Regions from separate parts of the Canis lupus genome. Here region 1 is linked to region 2. A link is a contact called in public Hi-C data. All regions are on one chromosome and are shown on one strand. The core of a region is the stretch at or near the end of the contact, and the rest is flanking DNA. Distances in the headings are between cores, read along the strand shown. Region 1 holds the start of OXA1L (mitochondrial inner membrane protein OXA1L). Region 2 has its middle 29 kb from the start of DAD1.

Evidence for each region. A called contact is a pair of places that touch in the nucleus more often than the background predicts.
Region 1: a Hi-C map of blood shows a contact between it and region 2, with 2.2 times the contacts expected there. The contact joins the promoter of OXA1L here to the enhancer-like site in region 2. A contact is called at or near these places in 2 of 9 Hi-C or Micro-C datasets (both in blood).

What each region holds. Positions count from the first base shown.
Region 1 is chr8:3,230,153-3,233,902 of UU_Cfam_GSD_1.0, forward strand. It overlaps OXA1L (mitochondrial inner membrane protein OXA1L), which reads left to right and starts at 1,453. Exons shown (of 10, transcript XM_038544155.1): 1 at 1,453-1,609; 2 at 2,059-2,217; 3 at 2,920-3,133. The coding sequence starts at 1,547.
Region 2 is chr8:3,077,396-3,081,081 of UU_Cfam_GSD_1.0, forward strand. No RefSeq gene overlaps it. Among named protein-coding and RNA genes, the nearest start is that of DAD1, 29 kb to the right of the region's middle. Within about 2 kb of position 2,421, at least 13 of the 20 cell types and tissues checked have an H3K27ac peak or open chromatin away from gene starts, as enhancers often do. A contact at or near this core is called in blood, where this site is marked.

The sequences.
Region 1 (3,750 bases), core at 203-2,702, 150 kb after region 2:
GTTCGGGTCCCCCCCCCCCCCAAGTGTCCTATAATTATATATTTGTCATTACCTCTTACTATATTAATTATTTAAAGCAAACTTTAAAATCTTATTTACAATAGTACCCAATATATGTGATTGGTCATAACCCCTATTATTACTAAATCTGGGTTATATTTTTTGCCCATCTTTACCACTTCTGTCAGGTACATTTGATGTAGGAAAGATGTTAGAGTTCAAAGCTGACCACCAAGAAAGAATTCTTGAGCCGTCTTTGGTGCAAAAACGTGGTTTTATTAAAGCACAGCAACGGGACCTGTGGGCAGAAAAAGCTGCCCTGGGGTCATCAGGAGTGGCTCATTATATAGTTTCAAGTTGGGAGGGTATTAGGGATAGTGTTAAGTCTCTGAGGAATTTTGGAAGCAAGATTTCCAGGACCTCAAGAGAGCTAGCTATTGTTGGGATGAGGTTATTTATCACTATCTAATAAAACTTTAGTCATGAGATCCTTTAGATGTATCTCAGTGGGCCATATGCTTGGGGGATGATTACTAACATACCTTAGAGGATAGAGATAAAGGAAGTTTCTATCACATTCATAATCATACCCAAATAGCGACTGAAATAATTTCAGGCTATTGTATCTTTCCAAACTACACATTATTCAAAAAGGACTCGGGGGTGGGGGGAGGGTAGCACCCTAATTTAAAAGGCTTTATAGGAGTTCAAATATAACCAACCCCCAGCTTTCCAAGCAGAACTTTTTTTTCGTCAAGAGAGAATTTCACCTCTTCTATCTTTGCAAACGCTTTCAGCTTCAAGAAGCAAACAACAAAGCAAGAGAAACCTGGAGTCTGGACAATAAAGATCTTTAATTATCTTACACAACAAAGTCTAGATACAGGTAGTACCAAGGTTGGTGCAATACCTGAAGGACATCAGCAAGTATTGATGTCTTTTCCATACCATCTTCAACATGTTAGCTTTTCATCTTTAGATTTGTTCCCACCTGGTCACAAGATGATACTCACACAACCCCACTTAAGGACGGGAAAGCTGAAAGGTGGGGTCCCCTCTTCAAGCTTTGTCGTTTTATCTGGGAGGAAAATATTTCCTATAAACTGCCTTCCCTCAATTTCTATCAGACGCCAGACTACCCCCACATTTCACTTAATTTACAATTACAATATTATCTAGCAGTAAGAATAGAACATCGCTAGACAGGAAAAATTCACGCCAAGCCCAGTCAAGCCCGTTCGGAACTTATTCTTTAACTCAACAAGTCTGAGGAGAATCACGGATTTGCAGAAGATAGCAAAATTCCCCAGGTTTTTGCAGTTACTACACGACGAAGTCCCTAGCTCCAGAAAACACTGCGAGATCTTGTTAATAGGGCCCTTAGCGTCTTCTTACCCACTTCAAATATGGCCGCCAAGCTCCAGTCTCCTTGACCACCTGACCGCGGCAGCAGCTCTGGCTTCAGGCCCATTTCCAAAAGGGCCTCTTTCCGCGAGGTTAAAGTTATGAGTGCGCAGGCGCGAGCGCAAGTCCCCTTCACGGCAAGATGGCGCTGGGCTTCATGTGCGGACGGCGGGGACTTCTGCGCCTGTTACAGCCACGGCGTCAGGTAAGGAACCCCCAGGGCTAAGCGCCAGGATGCGGCCCTATCCCCATGGCCCGAGCCCGAGACAGCCCGTGCCACGAACAGCATGAGCAGGCGCTGACCTGCTCGCCGGGACCTGCCTCTCTTGACCTCGACTTGCCTGAGGACGCGGGAGGGTTCCGTCCCCGACCCTGAGCGTTCAGGGGTCGCGTATTGTTGCCTGTTGGTGGGTCCCGTATCGCCCCTGCCGCGGAAACTTGAGCCTCGACCTCCGTCCTCTGTGCTCCGGGGTGGGCCTGCGGTAACCGAGAGCCACGACTCCCTATTGCGTGCCTCCGGGCCAGCCGTCTGCGCGCGGAGAGTAGAATCCCTTCACCTGTGCTAGCGGGCTGCCTGCTTCGTGGCGGCGAGTGAGCATGATGAGCGACGTCTGTCCCCGATGAAAGGGCTCCATCCTTCTTTCATCCTCTCAGTTCCACAGCGTCGTAGGGCCCTTGCCCTGGCCGCGAAAACCGCCGACCGCGGGGCTCCTCTTGGCGGCGGGCCGGTGCCGCGATCGCCCGCACTATGTCCTCGCGGCTCCTGGCCTCCGGGGCCTCAGTACCTCTGTGATCTTGTTCGCAGAAGCCCAGGTAAGAGGCGAACCGCCCCTGCGACGTTAGGAATGGCGTTTGTTGATTTTATTTTCTGTTAACTATAACTAGGGAATGTGGCACAGAGTTCTTGGCCACACCTCATACGGCTCCCCGGAATGGTAGCACCTCTGCTTCGGATAGATTTTCAAGTCAGTGGGAAAATGATCGAAACTACAGCAGGAGAGATTTACGTTATATTCAAAGCATTGTTTGCCATCGTGGTGGCAAGCCAGTGACGGTGTAGGAGAGGTGATTCCAGGTGTGCGTGTGTATTAGAAAAGTTGTAACTTGCATATCAGTGACTTCGTGAATATTAATATTTCTAATGGTGAGGCCAAGTAAATATTTGGGTTTTAAAAACTGAATTGTTTTAAATAAAAATTATGATAGTTTCAGTATCTGCAAAGTCGTGCCAGTGATACTCAAATGACTGAAGTTTGGAAAACGCGGATAGAAGAAATAACTTACTATTAGGAACGGAAGTCATGAAATCTTACTCTAAGTAACATATCTTCCTGCCTAGAGGAAAAAATAAAATGTCCTTTTCAAGCTTTCAATTCTCTGTACACTGTAGGCTAACTGGGAGAACAAGAAGTAGAAAGTCAGTAGAACAACCTGATACTAGTTATTATCTTAGGGGATGTGTGATTTCTCTATGTCCCCCCAACTGAGTATTACACATGACTTCCTTTTGCACAGGTTCAGGCCCCTCCTGTCATTCCTGCAACTCCCTCACCCACAGCAGTAACAGAGGTGGCTTCTGGAGAGACCGCAGATGTAGTCCAAGCTGCTGCCGAACAGAGCTTCGCGGAACTGGGGCTGGGGTCATACACCCCAGTGGGACTGATTCAGAACTTACTGGAATTTATGCATGTTAATCTAGGCCTACCTTGGTGGGGGGCCATCGCTGCATGTAAGGGGAACACATCCTGATCAAGGGTAGAGGAAATGGAAAACTAGGGGTAGAACTTTAAAGCTAGCCCGTTCTGTAAGTGGATGGAGGGAATGCAGTTGACTCTTGAACCACCTGGGGGTTAGGGGCACCAACACTGAAAATCCATTTATAACTTTTAACTCTTCAGTAACTTAAACAGTCAATACATGTTTTGTATGTTACATGTATTCTATATTGTTACAATTAAGTAAGCTAGAGAAAAGAAAATGTTAAAATTATAAGAGAAAGGGGATCCCTGGGTGGCGCAGCGGTTTGGTGCCTGCCTTTGGCCCAGGGCGCGATCCTGGAGACCCGGGATCGAATCCCACATCAGGCTCCCGGTGCATGGAGCCTGCTTCTCCCTCTGCCTGTGTCTCTGCCTCTCTCTCTCTCACTGTGTGCCTATCATAAATAAATAAAAAAAAAATTAAAAAAAAAATTATAAGAGAAAATACATGTACAGTACTGTAAAAGAAAAATCCCCATATAAGTGGGCCCCCACAGTTCAAACCCTATGTAGTTCAAGGGTCAACTGTAGTGTAGAAGCTTAGGGTCAGAAAAGCAGATGATGAGGCCCTCAGATGAGGGATAGAGGC
Region 2 (3,686 bases), core at 1,171-3,670:
GGCTGGGGATCCACCCAGACCCACGGAGGGAGCAAAGGTACCCCCTTCCAGGCCCAGCCCAAGCCAAGGGTGACAAGGCCTCAGGCATGTAGAGTTCATCTGGAAAGCAGGGTTAGCACACCCCCTGAGACATGTCCATCTCAAATCAGGGTTCCTCCATCCCAGCAAGAACCTTCCCTCAAGTCTAAGGGAAGCCTAAAGCCAATGAGAGCCGAGTCAGAGGGCAGCTGTGGAGCAAGTGCTGAGGGGGTGGCATGGAGACCCCACTCATCTTGATCCACCCTGTTCTCATGTCTGGCCTTGGGCCCCACTAGGGTGACAGAGGGAATTAAAATACCCTTACAAAGGGTACCTGGGTGGTTCAGTGGTTAAGCATCTGCCTTTGGCTCAGGTAGTGATCCCAGAGTCCTGGGATCAAGCCCCACATCGGGCTCCCCACAGGAAGCCTGCTTCTCCCACTGCCTATGTCTCTACCTCTTTCTGTGTGTCTCTCATGAATACATACATATATTTTTTAAAATACCCTTACGAGAAGGCTCAGACAAAGGGTTCCTGAGCCCCCTAGAAGGCCTCCAGCACCAGGCTTAGGGTCACTGCAGCAGAGCCCCTCAGTGCAGTAAGGGACCAGGCACCACTCAGCCTGGAAGGAAGAGGCTCCTGAGGAAACCCAGACACCCGTTATCACATCCATACAAAGGCCCAGCCCTGGAGAGCCCCAGGCCCCAGGAACAGAAGGCAACCTCAAGGAGAGAAGGCCACTACCCCACTAGTGAATGTGTCGCCAAAGCCAGTTGTAGAATGGAGTTGTCTGGACAGACACCCTCCTGCCCCAAATTGCTTAAGCACAGGCCAGCCCTGGAGGCAAAAGAATGAACCAAATGACTTCTCATGACCACTGTTCTGAGATTCTAGAGGATTCTCTGACACCTTACCCAGAGACCAGCCCCCTCAGTGTAATTGGAATCACTGTCCCCTCAAGAGAAGGGGGCTAAGTAAGTATGTGCTGCAGGGACATCTCAAAGTGTGGTGGGGTCTTCAGCTCCCACCAAGTGACCCCCTCTGCCATGACCCACCGTTGGAGAGGCAGCCATCTGAGTTTTTAAGGATTATTTATCTTCTTGGTTTACCCATTAAAATCCAACTCCCTGGGTCACATGTAAAGTTTTAACAATATCACCTTACTTATCAGGTGATATCTTGGCAAGAAAGTCCACTCAACTACCCACTCCTCAGGATGAGAAATGTATCTTGCTCATTCAGTGTGTCTGCAACACCTAGCACAGTGGCTGGCACACAACAGATGCTTAATATACACTTAAGTAGCAAATGAACAAATAAATACTTAGTGCCATTAGGCACTGGGAAGGCAGCCAAGTCGGTGGGGGCTGCGGAAGGAGCGTAAGAGAAAGGAAGACGGAGATTAATAGAGGAGTCAGCTGGGTGAGCCACTATTTCAGTTTTGCCAAGAGCTCAGAATAACCTGTCAAGAACTACCAGGAAAAGCAAAACCTGAGCGATGGCCCATTGGCCAGTGAAACCCCCAGGGGGGTAATCATCCAATAGAGTCTGGAGGATGGAACTCTGGGTGCCAGGGAGTCAGAACTGAGGTCACTGCACAACCAGTCCAAGGTCAGGGGCCAGAGGTCGCATTACGGTTCTACCTCACTCTGCCCACGAGTCCTATCTTAAAAGCCCTTCTCTGGCCTATTTCCTGGAGCGCTGTGTGGGACAGAGAACTCCTGACGTGCAGGGGGCAAGCCAGGAGCCCAGTGCTGTCACCCGCCCGGCAGGACCTCGTGTAAGGCCATCTGGTTTCCAGCCCCAGACACCCAGACACACACATGCCTTGGGTTTCCTCTGAGTCCCACACCGGAGAGCTATACTTTGAAATTAATAAACAGGTCAGACACTGAGTCAGTAGCCAGAAGTAGGACAGGAAGTGGAAAAACTCTCCCACTTCCCACCAGGTGTTTGGGGGCCGAGGGCCTCCCCTCCCCGCTTCCATGACGTCATGGTCGCCGAGAGGGGCAAACGGGGCACCTTTGAAGCTCTCCCGCAGAAGCCACATCCTCTGCAAAGAGGAGTTAAAAATACTGAGTGAGAGATAGCATCGCCCGGGGCCACGTGTCTGGGCCAGGCTGGCTGGGCCGTTAGACCGCCACCGGCCGCCACCGGCCGCCACCGACCGCAGGTGCGCCGGGAAGAGGAGCGCTGGGAGGGGCAGCCGCCACCCACCGCAGCGCTCCCGCCGCCTCTGCCCTCCCCTGCGCCGAGCCCTGAGGTCAGACCTTGACTTGACCACACCCGAGGAAGCATTTGCTTACACTGGGCAGGCCCTGCAAGCTTCCGTCCGGCCCGGCCGCCCCCCACACACAGCTGGGGCGGGCGGGCTCTCCGGGGAAGGGCCTCACTCCGGGCCGGGGCTCCGGGGCCGGGTGGTGGCCCTCGCAGACGCCTGCCCGGCGAAGACCCGGGGCTCAGGACGCGGGGAAGGAGCCCCGGAGCCCAGACGCCAGACGCGCGGGGCTCGGACGGCGCCCCCGGCGGCGGTGTCCCCCGCGGCCAGCTGGGGGCAGCAGCGCTCCACCGAAAAGGCCGCCTGCCCTTCGTCCCTATTCTGGGGGAAGGAAAGCCCCCAAAACTTAGGAAAATCTCCTTCGGAGGAAAATAAAAGGGCAGGTGACTGTCCTTCCGCGAACGGAGGCCCTGCCCTTTGCCGGTGGCCGCTCGGGGCTCCGGGGAGTGGGGGAGCCTCGCCCCTCCCGCCGGGGACGTGGGTCCGGGTGAGGCCGGCGGCCGGCAGGGGGCACCACCGGGCGGGTCAGCAGGCGCCAGAGGGCGGCGCTGCGGGGAGCCCGAGGAGCGCCCGCGCCCGGAGCGGGGACCTGGGCCCGGTCCGCGCTGCCCCGGCCTTGCGTCCGCCCACAGCCTCAGCTTCCCGTGAGATCAGTGCTCTCTCGCAGGGCAGTTTCGGAACCAGGGCTTCCTTTCACGTTGCACTCCTGCCACCTGCCAGACCGGTGCCAGGCTCCAGGGGTTATCTCTGTACAACTCTGACGTTCAAGAATAGGCAAAACTAATCACCGCTGTAGAAATGAGAATAGTGGATGCCCTTGGGGTAAAAGGATCGACTGGGAAAGGGCATGAGGGACTTTCAGGGTGGCAGCAATTACCTGTACCGCGATCTGAGTGATGGTGACTTGGGTGTATACACATGTCAAAATGTCTCAAAGTGTACACCAGAGACTTGTGCATTTTAGTGCATGTAAACTATATCTCAATGTAAGTACTGTCCCCATTAAACCCGGAAACTGTTTTCCGGGTGCCTGGGTGGCTCAGCGGTTGAGGGTCTGCCTCAGACTCAGGTCATGGTGTCAGGGTCCTGGGATCGAGTCCCACATCGGGCTTCCCATAGGGAGCCTGCTTCTCCCTCTGCCTATGTCTCTGCCTCTCTCTCTCTGTCTCTCATGAATAAATAAATAAAATATTTTTTTAAAAATACAGTGTCTGTCCTCAAGGAGCTAACAGTCCAGTGAGTCCAATGAGTATGTGGGCATGAAAGAGACGTGTCAGTTACTGTACTTGCATGACGGAGGTTTCTGTTATCAGATTTTGGGGAGTCAGGATAACCCGTGGTCATCTGTAAGCTTTGCCGCCCCTCACTAGCCTTCAACATCTGAGTCCCA